Linked DNA regions of Zea mays: region 1 is linked to region 2. Evidence: chromatin contacts called from public Hi-C data. All regions are on one chromosome and are shown on one strand. Each heading gives the region's core, a stretch centred on a gene start, on an enhancer-like site or on the middle of the called end of the contact. The rest is flanking DNA. Distances are from core to core; before and after follow the strand shown.

Region 1 (6,106 bases), core at 2,950-5,449, 510 kb before region 2:
CATATGAGGACTAGGGCGGGTGCAATCCACCACCCGGTCGGACGATTCACCCCTCCGACAATCATGGATCACACTTTCCCTAATAAAGTTATGGAGCGACATACATGCCATAATTATATTTGATTACTTCTCCAATGAAAATAAAGGAAAACTGATTAGGATTCGTCACTTCATCTTTAGCACCCCAAAAGACCTTTCTATCACATTCCTTAATGATGAATGTGCATAGTTGAAGACCTCTTTAACACCGACTAGCTGTCGTCCATGCTGCCATTCTAATACATGGTACTTTTGTCCTTGTATGGTGCCAGGTATCCTTTTCAGTTTGGGTACATAGAATTAACAAGGTAATATTTTCTTCCAATTGAATTTTTTGTTAGCATGCATTATTCGGTAAAGTGAGACAAATACAAAACAGACATGTGAACTTCATATTTTTACCTTCAGGGAGATGTGGGAACATGTCACCGTATTTGATAACTATATGCTATAGAACTCGAGTATCGTGCATGGAACTGCGCAAACCAGTGATGACAAACGTAATTCTCATGCCGAAGTCACAAACAGCCATAACATTCTGCAATGTGTACCCGTGCCTCCCAATATATTTGGCTTGCTTCGACATTGGTACACAAGCTGGGAAGTGACTACCATCGATAGCCCCTATGCAGTCCTTAAAATGTGGCCAAAACCCGGCTTCCCTGAGTCAGGTGAATTTCAGTGAAGTTTGGATCCGTTGGCCTAATTACATCGTTTGACATCCTATATAGTGACTCCAGCACTTCACTAAACTTGCGAATTATGGTTTCCAAAGAGTACCCAAACTTGTTCCTAAGTTGTCTAAACGACTGCGGTCCACCACATGCCCAAAGGACCATTGCCAAGGCCTCCTTCGCAGAGACTCCTCGACTAGAAACGAGGTCGTAATCGTTAACTAATGAATCATGGAGTCGACAAAAGATAGTGTGACGCATGCGAAATATGTCGTAACAGTCATCACTATTCTCCAACGTTCTCTCCACCCATTGGATACCATCTTGGTCCATTGGTCGTTGTACTAGTGTGTTGGACGAGCCACTTGAATGGAGTTGCACATATGTACTTACCAGTTCAGCGACCACACAATCGTCGCCCGAAGCACCACCTTTAGCTCTGGTTCATCGGCGGTGCCGTCTCACCTCGCATTGACCTGGAAGACGACAAACAGGATGTAAGGGTGCGAACGATGGTGATGAGGAAGGGGGTTTCGATGGAGGCAAACTAGGGGAGAGGAGTGCCTTCCTAGTCGGTGGCAGCGAGTGAGCGATGAGTCGCCTGTTGTGGTGAGCGGGATGGGGAGAAACCCTAATGCACACACAAAACAACAATCATGGGGGGAGTGCGCTTTTCTCGGATGCAGGGCTTCGACCGCTTCTCGCTGACCGTTGTTTGGTGCCTCCTTACCACAGAGGAAGCGCGACCGCGAGAAACTAGCCCAAAAGCTACATGTTTGGTGCCTCCTTACCACTTCTGGCTGCTAGAATCCACCCAAAAGCGGATCCAAACAGGGCCCTTGACACGTCTCCATAGGCACCGAGATCGAGAACTTAGAGCAGTTGTGCCTCACTGCTGCTATCACATCCGAATTTAAAAATAAATCTAGATGCATCTCATATGTGTGCTAGGATCAAATTTTACGCGTATAATGACTCAGTGTATAAAAATCAATGTCATAAACTTGTCTTTTGAATAATTAAATAGTAGAAATTAAATGATGATGATGATGATGATCCCGATCACAAGCCACAGGCAGGTTGACCGGAAGGACTATAGCCTAAAGCTCCTCAAACTCATCATAGTAGTCATCCTCCTGTTACCGGATTCTAAGCAAACAAGTTCCATAGGGGTGAGCTCACTTATGGTGGGGACTCAGCAAGTGTGTAGAAAAAGTGCAGTGTAAGACTTACCATGTAATATAGCTTAGGCTGAGCATTTAATTTTTAATTTTGTTGTGGAAAAATTTATTAGCAATTACTAAGTATAAGTTCATACCATTCCAATTAAATAAATGAACATAAATGAAATACCAACAATAAAATGCATATCTTGTTTAATTTAATTCTATAATTTATTCTTGTGAGAGGCCCGAACCGCTCGTAACCATGAGTGTGACTGATATATCAGCTTTACACTCTGCAGAGGTTGTGTATCTTTACTCACAAGTCGTGTAAAAGTTCAATGAACTTTGCACCCAACTACGATGTGCTGATCACGCACAATGCAACACTTATAGGTGTGATTGCATAATGACACTACACGACCTTTACAAAGTTCCACTAGCATGAGAAAATCCACTATGGTTTCAGAAAGAGGTGGTATAGGTCTTCCTAGGTCCAAAAAGCCATCACAGTATGATTTGCCCAACACTATACTTAAGCAATTCCTCCATGCTTGCCGTTTTAGGTAAGATTCTCACACGCTAGCTTTCTTAATTAATTAGCCAAGATAAGAACACATATAGTCCTTGTAGTTGCACTGTTTTTTCAGTTGGTCCCTCCATGTCCCAATAAAACAAAGTGACCTTATAATGCATAATAATGAAGTCAACAATAATAACTCATAATAAAACATGATCATGATTCATGTGTATCATTATCACAAAAACCAAGTAGATCACTAGCAGTTCTACCCAATATTAAGTAACCCAGAAGTAAACAAGGTATAGGGAAAACAAATCTAGGTAACCTATTAGGTCCCGTCTGGTTAACCTAATTATGCAATGCACAGGTGAGAACAATCCACTAAATATTATATAGGTCAAACAACATGATCAAGGAGACACTTGCCTTCCTTAGCAAACTCCTGCTGCTTAGATGCTTCTATAGGTTGGGCTTCAAATTCCTCTATCGAGGATTTCCCCATAGTGAATTTATGGGTTAGGGTGGTTCAGGCTCTCGTCGTAAGTATTAGGGCTCTCGTCGTGGGTATTAGGGATCTTGTCGTGAGATAATTTCTGACACCCGGTGTTTTGGTGGTTATTGATCTGTTATGTTCTAGTTTGTGCTCTTGGGGCTCCCCCACCTCTCCTTATATAGTCTAAGTAGGTGGGATGCTGTAGGTGTGAATACAAGTATGTTACATGATAGATCTAATTTGGTAACCTAGTCCTTTGAGAATCCAACTTTCTATAATTATAAGTCTGCCTTCCTTATCCATTAGATTCTTGTCTTATCTGCTTATGACTTTGTCTTGTATGTTGGGATGTTATCCTATCTACTAAAGAATCTAACTTGTCTATCCTATATATTCTAGTAACATCTTTGTCATATTAGTACTTTTTGAGTCCTACTCATATTAGACCCCTAATAATTATGACGACTAAGTCAAGGGACAAGAAATCTTTTATGGCACACTTGAAAAAGGTAGCTATTTTGACCAAAACAAAAGCATTTGAAAAAATGAGAGAAATTTTCGAACTTAAGAAATGCTTGCAAATAGAAAAGGCTTTCAAAATATTTCAAAACTTTGCGAAATAAAAAATACCAAGTGATACAAATGTGGTCAAATATGTTAAAATTACAAACAACGCATATTCAGCTTAGAACTGAGAAGGCGTGAACGGAGAACGGCGGCACCGGCACGCAGGGTCTACGAATTAGGTTAATTGGCGATTTGGTGAAGCGTATATGGTACACGGACGTGAAGTCGTGATGGCCGTAGGCTCGTAGCACGACTGCGTGAGTTGTGGCCTGTACGAGAGGCTGGGCTGTCCATGTTTTGAGCCGATCAACTAATGAAACATTTGAGCTGATTAAATTAATCAATACTATACTTAACTACATACTTGAGGGAGGCCCAACAATTTGGGGGCCAGAGCGGCCGCCCAGCTCATCCCAAATAAAATAGGTTCTATTGTTGCCTGGAGAAATGAAGAATAGGAAAATCACGGAGAGGGAGGGAAATAGTGCGAGAAGCGTGCGGCTAGAATGGTTGATTGGGCTCCCTCTCAGACCCCCACACAGTCACACATGGCGCGCGGCGATTAGAAGCCCCGGATTACACCTCATCGCCATTCGCCACTTTTTTTATCTATCCTATACCAACTACCACATATTATATCATTTTTCTCACACTTTTTTATCCAAAAAAAATCCATCATCGGCGGGTCGCTGTCGCGCACAGTGGATAGACCATTCACCCAGTACGCACGCTCGTGCATGCATGCATATTCTATCGGTTTAGCGTTACGCACGCTCGAAGTAGCGTTCACTCGTACGCTACAGTGCATAGAGTATCTCGTCCAGTCGCCCGCTACAGCAAAAATTTCTACGCTATGCTTTAGCGTTCGCGTGTCCGGTAGCAAGTGCGGCTAGCCTTATCTAGTTATCTGTCACCGCTCGCAATCCCCGCTGCCATGTCACCACCGCCCAGCTCGTCGCCATCCCGCAGCATGACTTCATGAGCGCACCGCATATACGCCTACTCCCCGAACAGCTCGCTCCGGCTGCCCAGTCCTCGCCAGTCACCACCGCCCAGCTCGTCGCCAGTCGCCACCAATGGCCTCCTCCGCCATGGAGCTCTCGCTCGTCAACCCCGCCGCGACGCACCGCCACCGAGGCGGCCTCGTCGGCCTGCCCCTCGCCCGGCGCTCCGTGGTACGCTTCCGCGTGTCCGCGGCCGCCGCGCCGCCCAAGTCCTCGGGCCCCAACAAGCGGGGCAAGACGGAGATCCAGGAGACGCTGCTCACTCCCCGCTTCTACACCACCGACTTCGACGAGATGGAGCGCCTCTTCAACGCCGAGATCAACAAGCAGCTCAACCAGGCGGAGTTCGACGCGCTGCTGCAGGAGTTCAAGACGGACTACAACCAGACCCACTTCGTGCGCAACCCCGAGTTCAAGGCCGCCGCCGACAAGATGGAGGGCCCGCACCGCCAGATCTTCGTCGAGTTCCTCGAGCGCTCCTGCACCGCTGAGTTCTCCGGCTTCCTCCTCTACAAGGAGCTCGGTCGCAGGCTCAAGGTTCCTTCATGTTTCTTTGCCTTGCCTTGCCTCGTCTGGAGCATTTCATCGACCATCTGGTGGGCGTGTGCTGATACCCTGCTTTTCTTCTGCAGAAAACTAACCCGGTCGTGGCGGAGATCTTCTCGCTCATGTCCAGGGACGAGGCGCGCCATGCTGGGTACGAACCTTATCTCTTTTCATGCAATCCAATAACAATGCGTGCAATTAGTAGCCAAAAAAAATGCATCCTTATAAAGATTAGGAAATATAATTGTTTGCCTGTCCCATGAACACTTATGTCAGTGTTGCTACCTCAATTTGACAAGGAATGCGGATATTCTAAGTTTGCAGAAATAATTTAAACGAGCCTGGTTACATGAGCAAACAAAATACTCATTTTTCAATGTAGTCGGTAGTATTAATTATGTCAATGAATTGGGGGTTGCTTCCAGCAACTGCCCATAAGAATTCAGGCATGCATGTTTTCCTGATTGTGTTCAATTTGAGGCTCTAGGGTAATGATGAGGGCATGGAGAAATTCAGCTGAAAGTTTCATGTGATTTGCACTGTGTAGGTTTTTGAACAAGGGTCTGTCTGACTTCAACTTGGCGCTGGACCTGGGGTTCCTCACCAAGGCTAGGAAGTACACCTTCTTCAAGCCCAAGTTCATCTTCTATGCCACCTACCTGTCCGAGAAGATTGGGTACTGGAGGTACATCACCATCTTCAGGCACCTCAAGGCGAACCCAGAGTACCAGGTGTACCCCATCTTCAAGTACTTCGAGAACTGGTGCCAGGACGAGAACAGGCATGGTGACTTCTTCTCTGCCCTGCTGAAGGCTCAGCCGCAGTTCCTCAATGACTGGAAGGCCAAGCTCTGGTCACGGTTCTTCTGCCTCTCGGTAATTTTTCGAGCTATTCTTTTGCTATGTATGTAGATCGATTAACTCCAAAGGTTGTTGTGCCCCATTGCTGATAGCTGTGTTACTTGACCTTTTGCAGGTGTATGTGACCATGTACCTGAATGACTGCCAACGGACTACATTCTATGAGGGAATTGGTCTGAACACGAAAGAATTTGACATGCATGTGATCATTGAGGTATAAATGAACTGCATTTCATC
Region 2 (5,447 bases), core at 2,768-5,267:
GGCGGTCAGCCAGGAACCCTGTACTGGATCTTCCCATAAACTGTAGCGGGTTTTCGGAAGCTAGTGGAACTTTGTAAAGGCCTCGTAGTGTTGCCCTGCCGCGCTTCCTAGGTAGAGGTGTATGGGATTCATGACCCCTTGGCAGATGGGTAACATGACTTGTGGGTAAAGGGTACAACCTCTGCAGAGTGTAAAACTGGTATACTAGCCGAGCTCACGGTCATGAGCAGCTCAGGACTCTCTGATGTTTAAATTATGGAACTTAAATTTAATTTTGTCATTTGCATTGCATGGGTTTGTTATTAATTTTGTTCTATTACTTTACTTATGGTTTGGTATTTACTTACACTTAGTAACTGCTAATAAAATTTTGACCAACTACTTAAAAGCAATGCTCAGCTTTAACCCCTATCATTGATCAGCCTTACACTTCACATGAGCTCCCACCTTTGGTGAGTTCGTGTCACATTATTCCCCACAACTTGTTGAGCGATGATCATGTGTGAGCTCACCCTTGCTGTCTCACACCCCCCCCACAGGAGATGATCAGGTGGTTCAGGAGGAGCCGCCTAACACTGAGGAGTTCGATCTGATCTAGGTGGCGTTTCCCAGTCGACATTGGCGCCGACGATCCTTAGTTCGTTTTATCTTTATTATGTTATTTTGTAATAAGTCTTCCGCTATGTAATAAATTCTCTGATGATTTATGACATTTATCTCTATACACTCTGTTATTATATGTGTTGTCTTCTTGGCGCATGTATGAGATGCACCTGGCTTTGTTCCTTAAAGCCGGGTGTTACAATAGAACTCACATGCAAAAAGGTCTTGGTTCGGCCCGAAATGATAGATAAAGGCAAAGGCAAGGGCATCGTCATTGGCGATCCTCGCATGTCAATTATATCACAAAAGGAGATTGCTCGAAAGGCTTCGGGCGAGAAGGCTAAAAGGTTCGAAGACGCCGAGGGGCAGGCACAATTAATGAACCAAACACATCAGCCTAGCCTGAGCATCGCAGATGGTCCGACACCTACGTGTGGACGGTCCGGTGCTCAGACAAATGGTCCGGCTAACTCAGCCGGACAGTCCACCTATGACCAAAGGCGTCAACCTCTATACGAAGCAAGGAAAAAGACGCAAGGTCAAAGCACATACAGTCGGCTGATCAAAGCCGACCCTACTTTTGCTCAGTTGCTCTCCAAAAATGCTAGCAAAAAGACTGTTCCACGTGATCGGTCAACAAAGAAACCTCGGTCACCTGCTAAAACGAAACGGCCGAACAAAACGGCCCAAAAGGCGACACGACAAGCATCACCTGTTCATCCTATGAGACCAGGGTACTTTCCACCCGTTTATTCATCGTCGGTATATTGTCCTACTCAAATATGGAATGGCATGACGATGAATCCATGGTACATGTATAGTCCCTTTGTCTATCCAGGTTGGGGGGGGGGCACCTCCATTCTATTCATTTTGATGCATTGATCAAATGGTCGTGGCCGAGAAAGATACAATCCAAAACGGCCTTTATATATTGGTGCTTTATTGAATTATCTCTATTTTGAAACGGTAACTTACATCAGATTTAGTTCATATGCTTTTGGTTTGTCAACCTTCACCAAAAGGTAGGGGGCATATGTTGGAAGCCAAAAAAGGCCTTGCGGACGGTCCGACCCTGAGGCCGGACGGTCCGCGGTCCGGACAGTCCGCGGTGGCGGCATGGACGGTCCGCGCGTGCGCAGAGACAGTTAGGGTTTCTAGTTTCTCGCGGGATTTGTTACCTAAAACCGTGGGATTGACTCGGAAATCAGTTCGAAGCGGATCCAGACCTCCCCCTTTATATAGATGAAGGGCTACGGCCGATTGAACCCCGCAACAATTGATCCAATCAAATCTATTCCTCGTTTTTACCTTACGCATTAGGAGTAGTTCTAGTTTAGCCATAGTTTAGTATTCCAATCCCCAAATTCTCCGCTTCTCATTGACTCTACGTCGATTAGAGGAGTCTAGGTCGGCTTGCCGAGCCTAGACAACCCTTAGGATCTCTCCTCCCCGACGGGGTCCCTCCCGGGAGCGAGATCCAGGCGCCGCCAGCGACCTTCGCCGCCCCCTGCGCACATGCGGACCGTCCGACATTAGGCAGGGAACGCCAGCCCTTGTACCAGGTCGCGGACTGTCCGACCCCTGGTCGCGGACCGTCCGCGCCTCTACAGAGGGCACCGCCATCGGTTCTCACGCAGTGTTTGGCGTCCGAAAAGGTGTCATCAGATAGGAAAAGCCAAAGGGTAATCTAGAAAAGTTCCATCGTGGTATATATCTTTCTCATATTTACTCGTGCCATTGTCTATTCAATGATCCCGTATGAATAGATATAAGTAAGGGTAACTATGTAATGATCAAATAAATAATCCCTCCTTTCAATTTTTATTTCATATAAAATTTCACTACCTCTAACAAACGAAGATCACTCTTTGAATCCACCATATCAACCTCTTAGACCTATTCATATTTTGCAAAAAAAAACTTCTGCAATTTTTATGAAGTTCATAAATACATAGAAAATCATAGAAACATATTGTAGTCCATACTACTCCCTCCATCTCTTTTTAATTGTCGTCTAAATTTTTATATATTCCAATTTTTCTTAAGATTAGTTAGATTTATAAAAAATATCATAGTAACATTTGTATCTCTAAATAAGCGTACTATAAAAATATTTCCAATGACTAATTTAATGATATTTATTATGCACCAACAATGATTAGTAATATTATATATAGTTAAATTTAAATAAGTTTATTTTTAATATATAAGAATACACTTAAAATAGATGGATGCAACATGTTATGTGTAAATTAATCTATTTATATAAACCGTGCAAGTATAGGACATAAAGAATGGAGTTAAAAAAACTTTTTAGAAATATGTCGAGGAGGTAGGAGGGCTGATTTAAAAAAGAGTATCTTAGGGGTGAAAACGGTCGGAAACGATCGGTAAACACTAAAATCATTTTCGTTTTCGTATTTTTCCTCGGAAACGAGATCGGAAACGGTAACTCCGGAAACGAAAACGACATCGGTAATTCGGAAACATCGGAAACGAAAGTTCGGTACGAAAATTACACCGGTTACGATCGGAATCTAAAATTCGATCGGTAAAAACTTTAACATGTACCCACAATTGACTTCAAAAAATCACGCAAGTCATACATTCGTATAAAATTAGTAATAATATATAAGGTAGGAGGTCACAATAAATATATAAGGTAAGAAGTATACAATAATAAAATCATTATTATGCATTTAAATAAAGTAGAATCAAGATATGTATAATGATATGACACTGACATTCTATTTGTACCCCTACTACTTGGCATAGTCAATATAATTAGTGTCCTCTTAGTCCTTCTTAAGTTCTCATGCAAATTCTGAATATATGTATCAAGAGTAATAATAGATAAGAAAACATAAATAAGATTTATAAAAGTTTCAAACGATTCTAAACTATATATCATTAGATAGATCTTGATATTAGAAAAATAATAAAATTAGTTTCACATTTTTCTAAGCTAAGATGAATTTATTATGAATTTATAAAGGTCAGCTCAGATTTAATATTTTTCTGAAAAATACCGAATTTATTACCGACGGTAAAATACCGGATGAAAACGGTAATTTTCGGAAACGGTCGGAAAAAGCCTAAACCGTTTCCGATTCCGATTTTTTCTACCGATTTCGTTTTCGTATTTTCGGTAACCGTTTCCGTTTACGTTTAGATCTAAATTTCGGTAAAATTTCGAAAACGATTTCCGGTATCCGAAAATTACCGTTTCCGTTTTCATCCCTAGAGTATCTTAAAAGGATTGTTTTATCTCTATTCTCATGGCCTATTTACACGATTTGTATAAATAAATTAGTTTACACGCTATATGTTCCCGTTTAACAATACCATGATTAAAAAAAACTAACCCTCACGAGCTACAACCCCTCTTGTAAATTCTCCATCAACCCCTCCCATCGCTGAGAATCCAAGTGCTGCCCCAATACCTCTACAGTCTACACCTGCTCTCTCGACTCCCCCAAAGTCCTCACCTCCCCACCTGGCCACCTCTGCCTTTGACCTCGCCGGCGCCAACCCAAACCCGCCGCCGCCGATGCCTCTGGCGCACTAGCTTCGCATCTCCGTCCTCAACATGGCGTCCGAGCGCCCGCTCCTCATCGCCACAACCCCGGGCGCCTCAACCCCCGACGACGCCCCCTCGCCGCATCCCCCAGCGGCGTCACTGCTCCCGCCGGCCCAGTCGGAGCCTCCTCTCCGCGCAGACCGTCTCGCCTTCTCCGTGGAGATCCCCGACCCATTCCGCTCCTACCGCCGTGGCGACGGACCCGCCGCCGACCCATCCGCGTCGTTGGAGAGGGAACGTGATGTCGGGGATGACGAATCCCGAGAGGTCATCGTGGGAGAGTCCTCACCGGAGTTCTCTGGGAACGCCATCCGAACGGCAAAGTACTCGTTCCTCACCTTTCTACCGCGGAACCTCTTCGAACAGTTCCGGCGGCTGTCGTACGTCTACTTCCTCGCAATCACTGTGCTTAACCAGCTGCCCCAGGTCGCTGTCTTCGGCCGCGGTGCGTCCGTGCTACCACTCGCCTTCGTGCTCTTCGTCACTGCCGTAAAGGACGCCTACGAGGATTTCCGCCGCCACCGTTCCGACCGCCAGGAGAACAACCGCCTTGCCACCGTGCTCGCACTGGGCACAGCTGGCGAGTTCCAGCCCAAGAGATGGAAGCACATACGCGTCGGGGACGTGGTACGGATCGAGTCCAATGAGACACTGCCGGCCGATATGGTGCTGCTTGCTACCAGCGATCCCACCGGTGTTGCGCACGTCCAGACTGTGAATCTCGATGGGGAGACCAATCTTAAGACGAGGTATGCCAAGCAGGAGACACATGTCATGTTCTCCCAGAATGGTGGTGTTGGTGGCGTCCTGCATTGCGAACGACCCAACAGGAACATTTACGGATTCCAAGCAAATCTTGAGATTGATGGCAAGCGTGTCTCGCTTGGGCCATCCAACATTGTTCTTCGTGGCTGTGAACTCAAGAACACCACATGGGCAATAGGGGTTGTGGTATATGCTGGGAAGGAGACCAAGGTGATGCTAAATAGCTCAGGGGCGCCATCGAAGCGGAGTCGCTTGGAAACACAGTTGAATCGGGAGACTGTCATATTATCTATTATGCTTATTGGGATGTGCACAACTGCATCCGTGCTTGCTGGGATTTGGCTGCTGAATCACCGGAGGGAGCTGGAGTTCACCCAATTCTTCAGGGAGAAGGACTATACAACTGGGAAAAACTACAACTATTATGGTGTTGGGATGCAGATATTCATCACATTCCTTATGGCAGTGATAGTGTATCAGGTTATCATTCCTATCTCAT

Evidence for each region. Hi-C and Micro-C count contacts between places; a contact is called where the count stands out from the background.
Region 1: a contact with region 2 is called in a Hi-C map of tassel, with 2.7 times the contacts expected there. The contact joins the promoter of LOC103650025 here to the promoter of LOC103650024 in region 2. A contact is called at or near these places in 2 of 25 Hi-C or Micro-C datasets (ear and tassel).

The regions. Positions count from the first base shown.
Region 1 is chr3:45,172,434-45,178,539 of Zm-B73-REFERENCE-NAM-5.0, reverse strand. LOC103650025 (magnesium-protoporphyrin IX monomethyl ester [oxidative] cyclase, chloroplastic) reads left to right here and starts at 4,199. Exons shown (of 5, transcript XM_020550194.3): 1 at 4,199-5,000; 2 at 5,096-5,160; 3 at 5,557-5,884; 4 at 5,985-6,083. The coding sequence starts at 4,536.
Region 2 is chr3:44,660,283-44,665,729 of Zm-B73-REFERENCE-NAM-5.0, reverse strand. LOC103650024 (phospholipid-transporting ATPase 1) reads left to right here and starts at 4,017. Exons shown (of 7, transcript XM_008675697.2): 1 at 4,017-5,447. The coding sequence starts at 4,193.